Linked DNA regions of Mus musculus: region 1 is linked to region 2. A link is a contact called in public Hi-C data. All regions are on one chromosome and are shown on one strand. The core of a region is the stretch at or near the end of the contact, and the rest is flanking DNA. Distances in the headings are between cores, read along the strand shown. Region 1 overlaps Msi2 (musashi RNA-binding protein 2). Region 2 overlaps Msi2 (musashi RNA-binding protein 2).

Region 1 (3,488 bases), core at 30-2,529, 160 kb after region 2:
GAGAGTGGGGAGTCAGGCCACAACCACCCCTCACTTCACCTCACTCAGAACAGGGCCTCTCTTGTTTTTCCTTCTAGAGAATTCCAGAGACAGACAGCTTCAAGATACCTACTGTTCTTCAGAAATAATTTCTCCCTTATGACCCCAAGCCCTGGTTAACGTCTGGCCTTAGCACAGCTCCTTGCTTAGTGCTTGCCCTCCAATCCCGGTCCTCAGGGATCCCAGGCCAACCTTGTCTCTTTTACCGTCACAGCCGAAGCCATCTCTGACACGCCCAACTCTCAGCCATCCAACAGCCCTGCACTTACACATGCATCAGCTTTCGTGACATACACACAAACTCCTCCCAAAGATCTTCCAAAGACGGTGATGTCCTGAGCACATACGCTGGAGCCGATTCCTAAGGAGTAACTGTGAGAAGTCTGTTGGGGACGCCAATATGGAAGTAACAGAGCCTGCGTCTTCAACAAAAATAATGGAGCCTACAGCTTGTGGAACATCCTTACAGATATTCATTATCTCACTAATCCTCACAATCGTAAAGCCAGCCCCACCCCACATTATAGAAAAGAAGTCCCAAATTTAAATAATGCATCCAAGTGGCACAGAACTGGGAGTCAAACCCAGGTCTTGTGGCAGTAAGCTGCATCCCTCTCTATGCTCTCTTGTGCGATACAGAATTAAATCACAGCACATCCTGTCCTTGGCAGGGAGGTGCATTTAAACTCTATATTTCACATTTAGATGATGGGATGTTATACAGCGATTAAAAGCCATGTTGTTACCAACCACCTAGTGACACATGGAAATTATTACAAAGTACCGTTAAATGAAGAAGCTGAACACACACACACACCACAGTGTAAATACAAGTCTGGGGTTTTTCCCCCCAGTTCTGTTTTTAAATGTGTATATATATATATATATATATATATATATATATATATATATACATACACACACACACATACACACACACATATGAATACACAAAACTGCTAAGATACCGAAAACATTAATTTTTTAGCATTTTTTTAAAATGTTTTTGAATCATCTATCAGGAGCAGCCATGCCTTCTCTAATTTAGAAAAGCATATTAATAATCCTTTACTTCAGAAAAGAAAGAGCCACTGTTCTGGCTTGGCCGCAGACCAACTCATGCCACAGAGTGGGGGGCCCCCCAACCCAAGTTGCCTGGCCGGGGACTCTAGGCCACAGTGCCAGCAGCAGCAGCTTGTTGCCAAGGTGGTAAACACAACAATGACAGCCGCCAGGGATCCTCACAGTCCCTGAGCCCCATGGCTAACAAGCAACAGAGAAACCAGGCCTTCCCGAAGGAGCAGTCTGACCTCAGGGATGCCCAGCCATGAGGGATGAGGCTGAGAAAGAAACTCAAGAGCACTCCTGTCCATCAGAAGATTGGAGGGAAACACTGACCCAAAAAGGGTTCCTGGGGTCAACTCCAAGACCACAGTTTTAGAAGAGACAATCACCCGCTATGAATATCTAGAAGAAACCCAGGACTAGACAGTTTTACCAGGGACAGGGTCCTAGTCCCAGTATCTGGTAACTTCAGGTAAGTTAACCAGTCTCTCTGAGCCTGGCATCCTTCACCGGGCAGTCTGTAATGTCAAGCCTAGAAAACAGTTTTAAGAGCTGGAGGGAGAGGTAGTTGCTAAGCTCTGGAGACAATAGCTGGGACACTGTGAGGATTGTCTGCCTTGACTCTGTGGAGGGCTCCAGAAGCAGATCCTCTAATACGGCCACACCCTCCGCTGACAGAAGCCCAGGACTTAGCTTGACCCCCATCTCATGAGTGCCCCTGAACCAGAACCATCCAGCCTAGAAGCCCATTCCACAGGCCCGCATGAGGCAAAAAGTGTACACCAGTTAAAGTTACCAAACTCCAGACTCTTTGTTACACAACAATAGCTAACCAACACACATTCTGACTCCTGGCACTGAGGAGTTCAATAATAGATAGATCCTATAATGCTCCCTCAATGTTCTGGACATTAACACTACCAGAAGGCCCAACGTTCATTTGCCATTCTTAGACAAGTCACTGTATCAAATACTTATATTAATTAAATGCGCCCAGACTTTACAAATATTAAAACAGAAACAATGATACATAATGATGTCCTGTGTATCTGAAAAAGCTAGGAAGGGTGATTTTGAATACTTCCATCAAAGGGAATGATAAATATGAAATGTAGATATATTTACACTAATATGAATGTTTTATATGTATACATTTATGAAAACATCTTGCTCTTGTAGAAATATATTTTAATGTATCTTCTTTAAATGGATTTAAATATTTTTCTTCCTCTTTTTTTCCAGGGTTTTTTTTTTTTTGGTTTTGTTTGTTTGTTTTTGCTTTTTGTCATTTGTTATTTGTTTCTTATAATGGGTTTCACATACCCTCTTGCCTCTAACTCCCGGGCTGCTGGGATTATAGACATGAGCCACTACTCCCAGCTTTTTTTATTTAAAGGTATATATACGGACAAGAATGATGCCTCAGAGCCTCAAGCTCCACAAAGCTGAGGATGGATTGGTCACGAAGCTGAGAGCTCAGGAGGCAGTCACTCAGAGCTTCACTCACAGTGAACCACAGAAGAAAACTCAATGGGGCCCAGGCTGCTCTGGGGATCCTGCGGTATTCCTGCAGAGAGCCAGCTGGTGGAAAGGAGGGCTCGATTCTGTAGGGGAAGGCCTGGGATTGGAGTAGCCCCACCTCCAAGGCCTCTAGGCTCTAGAATGATAACATTCAGTCGTCTATGAGTTCATCCATTTCAGAGGAAAATCTAGTAATTCACCCACTGACTTCTCAAGGAAATGTGGGTAGGAGGGGCCAGATATAACCATAAAAATGGACAAAATATGCCCAGAGAAATACAACACATGGGGTGCCACATCCCTATGACAGTCAGAAGATCAGTCATGGACATCCATCTCTATAACTTTGGCAGAGGAGCCAGCTAGAAGAGAAGAGCTGAGCTGACCTTAACCACCAAGAACAGTAGTTAAGCATACAAACAAACAAACAAACAATAGTGCTGGCATAAGCCTTCCTGCTTTAATCATAGCTAAATCCCAAGCTTGAAGTCTCCTACCAGTTTCTGTTAGCTTGTTACTCTTCCCAACCCCTGCTGCTGCACTCGTACAGGAGAAAGCAACCCCACAAGGTGGGGGGGGGGGGGGGGGCAGGTATCACTCTCCACCTGTCTATCTTTGGGAACAAAGGAGCCGGGAAGTCTGTCTCCCTTTATCCAAACCAACAAAATGGCAGTAAATCCTTAGTTTCAGCCAGTCTTCCACTTTGTCTGCATTCTGTCACTGTCAAGAATCAGGGAAGAAACATGACTAGAACCGTCCAATCCAAAGGCACTACCGGCTTCTCAATCCTGCTCCCTGAAGAGGTTCAGTAAACCTTCAGGCTGAAAATCTCCACCCAGGGGGCACAGGATAGACTCCAGCTT
Region 2 (3,481 bases), core at 551-3,050:
TCCTCGAATTCAGAAATCCACCTGCCTCAGCCTCCCAAGTGATGGGATTAAAGGTGTGCGCCACTACTGCCAGGCGAGCTTATACTTTTGAGGCAGGGTTACATGTAGCCTAGGCTGGTTTTGAACTCTTCCGTGGCCCAGGATGACCACGAGCTCCTGGTCCTTCCACCTTCTAAGTACAGGTATTTATTCTAAGCCTCTGACACCATTCCTAGTATACTAGGTACTAGGGACAAAACCCAGGGCCTTCTGCATGCTAGGCAAGAACTCTTATCAAGTAACTGACATTCCTGGCCTTGAACCCAGAACTTTTAAGACAACCTAAATGAAACTACTACTCCTTCGACTTAATATTTCTACAGTGTTATTATAACCTTGGCCTTCATGTGACACATGAGAAAGAGATTGTCATTTATTCTCTGAGCCCCAGCTTTCCCACTGCTCACCCTGAGACTGGAAAGGGCCCATCACTTGGATGCTGGTCTCTGGAAGTTCACATCTCTGCCCCTTCTCCCCATGTAGGTTCCTGCCTCCTTCCACAGAGCTGCAGTCAAGAGAACTCTTGGCTACCTCTCCGTGCATTCATCCACCCCTGGAAGGTTCCAGCAATGGAGGTACCCCAGGGCTTCTGTTGTAGCCACTGCTGTTAAAAACTGCCCATTTCATCTCAGAAGTCCAACATCAGCCCCCAGAACTTGTTCATTTTGAGTCACGCTCATGCCTCCATTGAATGGCAGGAAAAGAGACTGTTGGGTTTCTTCTACATCCTTTTTCCAAAATGTTGTAAAGCACACGTAACATAAACGGGGCCGTTTTAACCGCGTCTTTAGCATTCAGTTCACAAGTGCGAAGTGTATTTCCTGAACTCTTCCTTAAAGGCTCTCAAGACTTTTGGCTAGAATATTCTATCCTCCCAAGCAGGGCTGTGTTCTATCAGTCCTATTTTTCTTATTTTTGCATTTTCAACCCTTATGGAATCATTCCACTTTCTCATTTAACTTAAATACAACCGAACCCCAAAGTTCATCAGATACGAGTTACAAATGTAACCAACGGATAATTGTGGGAGTTGGGGCTCTCTGAAGAGTGTGGGGTACCTACCTACAAGCAAAGCCTCCTGCTCAGTTGGTCTGAATGCAGATTCTACTTACGAAATGCCCACCCTGCCCCTATCAAAAAATGATGAATAGTGACCGTTTACTATAGCTTAAAGGGCAATTTGCAAGTAGCTCTGGGTAGATACTATCATACCCATTTTGTAGGTGAGGAAATTAGAATTGCTAAGACTAAATAACTTGCCCGGCATATCACACATAAGATACAGTGGAGTCAGGTTTTAAAAGTGGACGAGTCCCCCTCAGTTCTCTGTTCACTGTGTTCCACTTTCTAAAGTCCCTAGAGCTCAGGTTAATGCTACTGTCTTCTAGATGAACCAACAAATACGACCTTCAAAGCTCTCCAAACAGTACGAAATGATTAAGTAAGCTTAAAGGGGGTGGGTGGGTGGGAAATTGGGGAGCAAATGAAGAGTTGAGGAGATAGGACATAGGGGTTTCTTTCTTTGAGTCAGGCAAATCTAGAAGCTGAACAGCAGGCTTCTCCACAGTCACAGAGCAAGAGCTGGAACTGGACAGGTGTCCTGGAAGTCAGTCCAGGGCTCAGCCTATGAGAGTCTACAGGGTACTCTGAGTGCACAGTTAGAGCATGAAGAATATAGACCATGCCTTACTCATCCTAGGGCTGGCAGGAAGGCTTGCATGACTGGCTGCTGAGTCCCTGGCTCAGAATACACCCAATTCATATCCTCCCGGGCAATTCTGCTGCACCATGAACATGAATACACACACATACCCACTGAAAAGTGGGTCACACCAAAGAACAGCCACTAACGGGATCAGCGTGCCCTTTGGGGGGGAACAGTCACAGGAGGATCCATCTTGAAAGAGCCTGAGTCTGTCCTCTGAGGCTATGGTTGAGGTTAGAGCTCCCTTTCAGCTGGGCAGACAAAGACCTGGTCCCCAGCACCACCCAGGAAAGGAGCAGGAGGAGCTTGCTCTCTCGGGTGACCTCAGTCATGGCGCGGAGGAGAGGTGAAAAGGAAGGGAGGTGATGGGAGAGAGGCTGGGCATGAGCTGTCGGAGGCGAAGCAGTTGGATCCAGCAGGCTGACAGCTGTCACATGGAAATGGCATCTGGCCTAACGGCCTCTCGTGTGACGTTCCTTCGAGTGGCGGCTGTTGTGCTCTGGTAATCCAGTACCCACTTTTAGGGCTGGTTGCTGAGTGTGTGTGTGTGTGTGTGTGTGTGTGTGTGTGTGTGTGTGTGTGTGTGTACATGTGAGCATGCATGCATGCATGCATGCATGCAAGTGGGCTCTGGAGGAGGGGAGTGGCAGGCAGGCTACTCAATGTTCCTTCCTCTCTGTCTCTAACCTCTCCCTATCAGGCCTCACCTACCGTGAAAAAGGCCCAAACCTGCCAGCTCCAGAGGAGAGAGGCCGTCATTAGGGGAGCGTTGATGTGCCGTAACAGACTCTTGCATTCCCATTAAACAAATACTAAACTGCTAATTGCCAAAATGGATCTGCACGACTCTGACCGAACAGGGGAAGGGTTTATAATTACCAAGTGTGAAAATGCACAGCCTGTAAATAAGAACCTCATCTGTCCTAATACAGGCTGATATTGATGGGCATGAAATAAACATCAGGACCAAATGGAAAACTCATCCACATCTCCTGTGGCCAATGCAATCTCAGCCGGTGACAAGCGTGGCTGCAGCTATCCACTTGGGGAAGGGAAAAGGGGGGAGGAGCGGCGTTTCTCAGGCTGGAGAAGTCCAGGTTCCAATCTGCAGTGCCAATCCCTCGGGCCATGTGCCACTTCTTTCTGCCTGCAGAACAGGGAGGAAAGCTACACGGCTCGATGGTGGGACCAGGGCCTGTCTGCATCGGAAAGGGACTTCTATGCGCGGAAGCCTCCCACTAGTCTGCACAGGACAGGAAGAGGCAGATGAGGAAACAGGGAGATGACAGCTTAGCCAAGGTGGCCAAATTCGTCACTAAACCAGTGTTTATTGAGGTTCCTCTGTCTGCCCAATACGAAGTTAGCTGAGGAGCATAAATGGAAGGAACTAGGGGCCAGGATGACTCTGAGATCTCGGGATCTCTCAGTGCCTTCCTTTCTGTGGGCTGGATGGAAGGCAGGCTCCCGCATTAGAATTTAACAGCCATGCACTTGCCTTGATTACAGGGAGCAAAGGAGAATATTGCCAGAGGCTCTAAGAGGGCCTCCTGACACTCTACCAGCTTGCTATTCTGATAAATTCAGCTAGATCTTGGGAGGAGTGTATACCTGAGAGATGGGAGGAACCTTCATCACTTTATATAGTCTTAGGGGTCACAGAGGTGACCCAGGGGTTGGACTCCACTCCAGTGTGATCATCCTCTCTCCTAGGAACATCTGCATCCTTCCCTGCTCTCA

What was found. A called contact is a pair of places that touch in the nucleus more often than the background predicts.
Region 1: a contact with region 2 is called in a Hi-C map of muscle stem cells, with 2.1 times the contacts expected there. The contact joins two enhancer-like sites. A contact is called at or near these places in 3 of 484 Hi-C or Micro-C datasets (cranial neural crest, embryonic stem cells and muscle stem cells) and 2 of 115 datasets of contacts at active chromatin or transcription factors (embryonic stem cells and pancreatic cancer cells).

What each region holds. Positions count from the first base shown.
Region 1 is chr11:88,649,257-88,652,744 of GRCm38.p6, forward strand. All of the region lies in intron 5 of Msi2 (musashi RNA-binding protein 2), which reads right to left. Among named protein-coding and RNA genes, the nearest start is that of 0610039H22Rik, 32 kb to the left of the region's middle. Within about 2 kb of position 1,280, at least 32 of the 459 cell types and tissues checked have an H3K27ac peak or open chromatin away from gene starts, as enhancers often do. A contact at or near this core is called in muscle stem cells, where this site is marked.
Region 2 is chr11:88,486,626-88,490,106 of GRCm38.p6, forward strand. All of the region lies in intron 6 of Msi2 (musashi RNA-binding protein 2), which reads right to left. Among named protein-coding and RNA genes, the nearest start is that of 0610039H22Rik, 130 kb to the right of the region's middle. Within about 2 kb of position 1,801, at least 16 of the 459 cell types and tissues checked have an H3K27ac peak or open chromatin away from gene starts, as enhancers often do. A contact at or near this core is called in muscle stem cells, where this site is marked.